2 separate regions of the Ovis aries genome follow, and region 1 is linked to region 2. Evidence: chromatin contacts called from public Hi-C data. All regions are on one chromosome and are shown on one strand. The core of a region is the stretch at or near the end of the contact, and the rest is flanking DNA. Distances in the headings are between cores, read along the strand shown.

The links. A called contact is a pair of places that touch in the nucleus more often than the background predicts.
Region 1: a Hi-C map of liver shows a contact between it and region 2, with 2.6 times the contacts expected there. The contact joins the enhancer-like site here to the promoter of LAPTM4B in region 2. A contact is called at or near these places in 2 of 16 Hi-C or Micro-C datasets (liver and retroperitoneal adipose tissue).

What each region holds. Positions count from the first base shown.
Region 1 is chr9:79,397,675-79,401,544 of ARS-UI_Ramb_v3.0, forward strand. No RefSeq gene overlaps it. Among named protein-coding and RNA genes, the nearest start is that of MTDH, 63 kb to the right of the region's middle. Within about 2 kb of position 2,532, at least 10 of the 54 cell types and tissues checked have an H3K27ac peak or open chromatin away from gene starts, as enhancers often do. A contact at or near this core is called in liver, where this site is marked.
Region 2 is chr9:79,334,521-79,338,239 of ARS-UI_Ramb_v3.0, forward strand. It overlaps LAPTM4B (lysosomal protein transmembrane 4 beta), which reads right to left and starts at 1,579. Exons shown (of 7, transcript XM_027973193.2): 1 at 1,291-1,579. The coding sequence starts at 1,389.

The DNA of each region.
Region 1 (3,870 bases), core at 1,282-3,781, 64 kb after region 2:
GAGGGGCCTTGGGGCAGGGTCCCGGTTTCTCTCCAGACTATACAAAGCCATACCTTTAAGGTTTTCTGCAGGAACTAAGGCCCCACCTAGAGGGAGGGTGGTAACTTCAGGCTGAGAGCAAGATTCCTGGAGGACCGCCCTGATACCTCAGGACTTGACGGGTCCAAGGGCATTATACTGAATGAAAAGGCCAATCACCAAAGGTGGCATGCTGAATGATTCCAATTATATGACATTCTCAGCATAACAAGCAAGTGTTAGTGATTGTGAGGGGATAGGGATGAGGGTGGGAGAGGGAGTGTTTGAGTATAAATGGTGTTGCTTGGAGTCGCTAAGGGTCAGAATCGACTGAGCGACTTCACTTTCCCTTTTCACTTTCATGCATTGGAGAAGGAAATGGCAACCCACTCCAGTGTTCTTGCCTGGAGAATCCCAGGGACGGCGGAGCTTGGTGGGCTGCCGTCTATGGGGTCGCACAGAGTCGGACACGACTGAAGCGACTTAGCAGCAGCAGTGTTGCAGGATGGGGGAGCCTTTTCAGGGCCTGAAAGTGGGCTCTTGCCTAACACTTGGAAATGAATTGTCCGAGGAGACACACAGGCTAACAAAGCAAGAGACTTTATTGGGGAAGGGCATCTGGGCAGAGAGCAGGAAGGTGAGGGAACCCAGGAGGACTCATTAGCCACGTGGCTTGCAGTCTCGGGTTTTATGGAGATGGAATGAGTTTCCAGGTTGTCTCTGGCCAATCATTCTGGATTCAGGGTCCCTCCTGGTGGCGCACAAGATGGATGCCAGCGAGAAGGATTCTGGGAGGTGGTGTCTCCTTTTGACCTTTCCCGAACTCTTCTGGATGGTAGTGGCTTATTAGTTCTGTGTTCCTTACCAGGACCTCCTGTTGTAAAATCACTCTCACAAATGGTTACCATGGTGCCTGGCCAGGGAGGGCGGCTTCAGTGAGTGGGCTCCCCCTGACAATAGGAAGCACAAGAGAGTTCCTTTGTGGTCAGGAACAGTTCTGTATTTGGATTGTGGTGGTGATTACATGAATCCACATGCAATAAAATTGCATAAACTGCACAAATTACATATTGAAGGAAAAGCTGGTGAAATCTGAACAAAATCTGTTGATTGCACCAACAGAATCTATTTCCTGGTTTGCATATTGTACTGTTCTTGGTGAATTTAAGGTTCTTGCCTTGTCTTGGAAAGAATTCGGAGACGAAGCAGGGAGGTTAAGAAAGTAAAATGAGAATTTATTAAAGCAAGAATAGTCTTATCAGAGGGAGCGCAGGCAGAGAGGTGAGGAACTGCTGCCCTGGGTTTCTTTGGAAAACCGGTGATGAGGAGCATACGAATGAAGAGGTGGAATATTCACTGGGGAACAAGGGGTTTGGGGGCCATATTCCCTGGTTTTCATCCCGGCTCCATCTTCCCAAGGGGAGTGATGTGGAAAGCTCAGCCTCTGTGTACACTGGCGCCAAGTCAAATCTTAGAGGCAGAGTTTTGGGTGAAGTAGGAAAGGATAGCTCTATTACGTTGCCAGGCAAAGGCGGACACCGAAGACTCCTGCCTCAAAAAATGATGTGTCCCAACCCAGGGGAGTTTGGTGACAGGTTTTATCACAATGGTTCAAGGGAGCAGGATTGCACTCCCTTCATCTCAAATGGTTGGTCCTCTAATATTTTTTTTGAGGTGGGGGTGGGGGTGGGTTGCTGCGCTCAACACCATACACAGAGAAAGGAGCCTGGTGGGCTACAGTCCTTGAGGTTACAAGAGTCAGACACAATAAGAAGCGGCATACAGAACTTCCCAAAGACCGAACCCATGCCCCCTTGTACTGGAAGGGCAGAGTCCTACCCAACCACTGGCTCACCAGGGAAGTCCCTGTCTCCTAACCTTGATGAACTTGTGTGCGTTAGTTGCTCAGTCACGGCTGACTCTTTGCAATCCCATGGGCTGTGGCCCGCCAGGCTCCTCTGTCCATGGGACTCTCCAGGCCAGAATACTGGAGTGGGTTGCCATTCCTTTCTCCAGGAGATCTTCCCAACCCAGGGATGGAACCCAGGTCTCCCACATTGCAGGCAGATTCTTGACCATCTAAACCACCAGGGAAGCCTTGCTGAGCTTCTCTGGGACCTTTAGTCTTGCTTCTGGTGGTTTCTTGGCTAACCCCTCCCATGATCAGCAACTGTTGGAATCTGCCCTTTGGAATTCAGGGAAGGTCATGGGGGCTGGAGTCTTGCCTACCAGAAATGGGGGGGGGTGGAGAAAAGCGCCTCCGTGCCTGAGAACCCCACAGGGCCGCGTCGATTTCAGGATGGATTTTTGCCTTTATTTAGCTTAGATCAAAAGTGTCATGGAATCAGTGCAAGATGGATACTTCTTATCTGCAAGGCTAATTTTATTGTAATAAGAGCATAATGAGCAAAGGGTTACCTTGGGCTGCAGGAGATTCCGCTTTTCCCCACCTTTCTTTGCTTCAGGGAACTTTATCATCCAAAATGTGTGATTTCCTGTGAGTCTGGAGGTTCCTGCTTTTCTTTGTTTGCCCAAGTCCTCCTGCTGTTTACAGAGATTCTTGATTTCCTGCCACCTGGTCCCTGTTTGCATTTCTCTGCTCCACAGTTTTTTTTTTTTTTTCTAGTTCCATATTTTTGTAAGAGATTGCAACTGGGGGAATTGGGTGAGGGGACACAGGACCGCCCTGGACTATTTTTGCAACTTCCTGTGAGTCTGTAATTATTTCAAAATCAAGCATTTTGAAGGTTTAAAAAAAATTGTGTGCAGTTGAATATGCGTATCTTCTCTTTCATAGCTCTTAGGCTTCCAGTTCCTGGTTAAGAACATCTTCCCATATAACGTGATATACATTAATTATTTCTCCTAATGAAACTGGAAAAAAAATTCCTTTATAAGAAAAAGAAAAAAAGAGTATCTCCTCCACTGCTGAGCTGTACATGTAGTTTCCTATACTGTCGTTTAAGATTAAAAAAAAATCTTTTTCGGTCTGAAATCCAACTGGGGTTTATTTTCATATGTAAGGCATGATGCGATCCAGCTTTATTTTCTTTGTTGTGCCATGCCATCTATTAAAGAAATCAACCTTTTACCACTGAAACTAAAGCACCACCTAAACTGTAAACAGAATTACCATGAATGTACTTCTGGATTCCCCATCCTGTACTTCCGACCTATCCTCTTACTGATAACTTATTAAATTGCACTGGTGTAGTGCTCAGTAAATTTTGAACATTCGTATGTTTGGCGTTCCTCACATTGCCGAAGTTCATTCTCCAGTACCCCTTGCTGCTTGGCACACACGGATGGGAGCGTGCCTCCGCCCGACGCTATGAGAGGAGGGAGGGAGAGAAGGCCTGGGCAGAGCCAGTAGTGGACATCTGTGGCTGGCCGCCAGCAGTGCAGAGGCAGCCCCTGTGGCGTCAGGAGCCAGTCCTGAGCATCCGCAGAGGAGCTGGTGGGTGGGCTGTTTTTGTTGAGCAGCCCCTGAAAGAGGCCAGGTGCTATCCCTGGTGGCAAGGGAATCTACACCTCTTGTGCTTCCAGATTCTTTTTCAACATAAACTAGCTAAAGCAGACTGGGCTTTACCGCTGAGAACCCTGGTAGTTTATTCTCATAACTGGTATTCATGAGCAGGGTCCCCTGGCTCTCTCCTGCAGCCGCCCACTACTTTTTCTCACTTCATTCTTTTCACATTGTTTTCAGTCTTTGAGGTACTTAAAAATCTGTTGCAGCTGCAGTCTTAACTGGAGTTGAATTTAACTTATATATTTGGGAAATATTGATATTTTTCCTTTCCAAATAAAGGAGGACAGTTTTTCTTTTGTTAGATTGTTATTCTGACCTTCAAA
Region 2 (3,719 bases), core at 329-2,828:
AGAGAACACCATATTGGGGGAGAGGGGTGTTTTGCTTACAATGGCACCACAGACGAGTTCACAATTCGACTTACGTCCGTGTTATATCCAAACACTGAACTATGAACCGACCAAAACACTCTGATGACTAAGAAGATCAGAATGTACCACCAGTAAAAGTTCTATAAGCCATCTTACTACCACATCTAAGGAGTTTCTTCCTGGTGCAGAGGCATTCAGCGCCCAGAGGCTCGGGCTTAACTCTCCATCATGATCGAACAGAAACCACGATGCAGCGGAACCCGACTCCGGTGCTGGTGCAGTCTTGGCGTGGGGGGTTGGGGGTGACAATCAACCTGGAGCTGGTACAGGGCACGACTCCATCAGGTTGCCTCACTAGCGTCTGATAATCACTGCTTCCCAGACAAGTAAAAAGCTCCAACCTAGAAACAAACTAACAGACCAGATGGGCCTTCGGGGTCTGCTAAGAAGCTGGGGATCACCTGCAAATCGGGGGTTTTACGGGGAGGTACGTGGGTGTAAAATGGCTGTCCAGGGCCTACTGAAACGCAGTGAATCACAAGGCAAGCCCCTCCTAGGGTAAGGGCTTTACAACAAGCGTGTGGGTAGAGCACCCCCACCCCCAGCCATTCCCACTCGGGATGCGAAGGCACGCAGAAGACGAGCCAGCAAATCCGCGGGCACCTGAGGGCGGGGAGAGCGGGCACGCGTGGGATGGTGCAGGGGGCGGGCAGCAAGAGGTGCCGGCTCACCGCCTCGACGGCTCTCCCGACCCGTCGAAAGCACAAAGCCCAGCGAACGCAGAGAAGAAAGGAAAGGCGGGCACGTGCTCCGCAGACAAGGATTGGGGTGCGGGGAGTTCGCTTGACCACCAAAGCGCGCTTTCGCCGGAAACCGCGCAGCTCCGGGAGGCCCAGCCGGCTCCCGGCGGAGGGCTTTGGGGCGCCCCCTTTCCCAGAGCGACTCCAGCCCACGCGCACCGCCCCCCGAAACCATCCCCACCCAAACACTGGGCCCTGACCTCAGCCCCCGCCACAGGTTGGCTGAGCCGGGGGGTGGGGGGGGGGGGCGCATCGTGGAGCCGCCCGCCCAGAGAATTAAGTTTCTAATAATATAACTTTAGGAGGATTAACGCCGGCTTCGCCCAACCCGGAGGGCCGCAGCCGGTACCCACAAGGGGGTGTGAAAAGTGAAGCGGGGTCCCGGGGCGCCCGCGCTCCTCCCGGGCAGGTGCGCGCCCCTTACCCCCACCCCGAGGCGGGGGGGTTCGCCCAGGCGGGTCGCACTCACCAGGTACCAGACGCCGAGCAGGATGGTGCCGGTGCGGACATGGCAGCAGAGGCAGCAGCTGTTGGAGTAGAACCGCGTCCAGGGGGCCACCATCTTCATCGCTCGGGCCGCGGGCGCAGTGGCGCGACTCTGCGCCCAAGTTCGCAAGAGCTTCGGCCGTCGGTCCTGCGCACCGTGCGGCTGTCGCCGGCCCCCCTCTCCCCGGCTACCCTCGCTCCCTCTTCCTGGCCCCCGTCCGCCGCCCACCGGCCCCGGGCCCCACGCCTCTCCGCGCAAAGAGCTAGCAACTGGAACCTCGGCCGGACCCTGAGCTCCGAGGGCTGCGGGGAAAGGGGGCGGGGCCGGGGCGGGGAGAGGGGCGGGGTCGGGTCGGGGCACCCGCGAACCACGTGACGGGCGCCGGGGCCCTGTGACGTCACCGCGGGCTCCAGCCGGCGGCCGGCGCCGCCTGCCCCGGGGAGCAGAAATCGATCAACGTCCTCACCCCTGGCAGTCCCCGAGTCTACCCCCGGTGGAGTTCCGGGCCTCCCGTCTTTCGTTTGGTCATTCGTGTAACTCCACCACCGGTTCGAGATTCTTTTACAGTCTCTTTGGTGGTGGGTTTTTTTTTTCTTCTTCCACTTGTATCTCGCAGATATTCTGTAGGTTCGGTGCCATTCCCGTTGTTATCTTGCAGGTTGGCTGGGGGAGGGAAACGGTAAGGGTTATTCCGGCCAACTGCAGTCCTTTGAACCGCTGCTGAAGCCGCCCAGAGCAGTCTGTCTCTGCTTCCCAGCTCAATCACTGTGGTAAGAAAATAGAATGTGTACTATACTTGCTGTGCTTCAGGTAGCGTTTTTAAATCGTGACTGCAGCTCTAAAGAAAGAGTCATTAAGCCAGGTACTGCCACAAGGTCTCTGTGTAAGAAGATAAGGTAAGGAGTCCTGGGGAAAAAAAAAGAGAAACAGGCATGGCTTTCTTTTAATAAGAGAAGCCTTTTTTGGCCTAAGCCATTTTGTGATCTAAGACTGACCCCAGTGCTTGTCCTTGAACAGGCCTCAACAAGCAAGAAAGACTCAAGAAAAAACTATTAAGGGGTAAGAGAAGTAACAATAGCAAAGATAACAAATCAGGTGTGAAGATTCCCTGGTGTGTTTCAGTGGTAACCATTAACCTTTCTCGCACTTTCTTGAACAGTTTTGCAGAATTTAAACCCCTTCCAGTGTGCAACCATCCTCTAAGGCAGGAGTCCCCAACACCCCCCACCCCTCATTAGGAACAGGACCATACAGCAGGAGGTGAGCAGTTGTCTTCCAGGAAACTGGTCCTTGGTGCCAAAAATGTTGGGGACCACTGCTCTAAGGGATGATGTTGTTGACCTTTGCTGACCCTCATGACTTTGATCAACTCAAGTTTGGACTCTGTGATCACCCACGCCCCTTCATGAATACGCATGTAACCTTAGCTGAAAACATCCCTTTTGCTATTTAGAGAGACATTGTTTTGGGGAATATCCACCAGTGTTCTCCTTACTTGCTGCAAGTAATAAATCCTTTCTTCTCACAATCCTTGTTTTGGTTCTGTCTTTTGGCTCCATACCCACCAAGAGGTGAACCCAGTTTTTTTTGGTAGCACCTGTGAGACCCAACGCAGAGAGTTAAGAGATACTCCTAGGATTCCAGTTTGCGGTTATTTCCTCCCATCTAATGTTTGGTCTGGAAGTGATCTCGGAGAGAGAGTGATCCTGAAGAGAGATCTTAGTTTCCTCTCCAGGAACTAAATCTGGGAAGCCTGAATGAAAATCAGGAAACCTAGCCACCAGGCCACCAGGGGCTAGAGGCTAGAACCAAAGTGGCCCTAGCTCCTTCCCACATTTGAAAGCAAGAAAGTTTCAAAGAGGCAAAAACTATAAAAACAGGTACAAAGTTTACAGACCCAGCACAATGTATGGGAGAACACATAGTAGAAAAGCAGTTTATTTGTTAAGTCAGAAGCAGAGCAGAGATACACACCAGAGAGAAAGGGTATGGCATCTTTTCTAATGAGAAGGAGCGCAGTAAGTCCAAAGCCAGAGAGAAATATACACTCAAAGAGGAGTGTGGCCATCCTGAATGACGAGGACCAAACTACGTCAGAAACTAGGCAGAGATACACACTTGGAGAGGAATGCAAGCATCCTGAGTGAGGAGGGGCCCAGTAAAGAGGTGATTTAAATCACTTATATAGGACAGTCTTTCTAGGTCTTTGTTTTGTTGCTGTTTAGTCACTAACTCAGTCCAACTCTTTGGTAACCCCAGAGACTGTACCCTGCCCGGCTCCTCTGTCCATGGGATTTCCCAGGCAAGAATAGTAGAGTGGGTTGCCATTTCCTTCTCCCAAAGATCTTCCCCAGCCAGAGATTGAATCTTCATCTCTTCTGTTTCCTGCACTGGCAGGTGGATTCTTTACC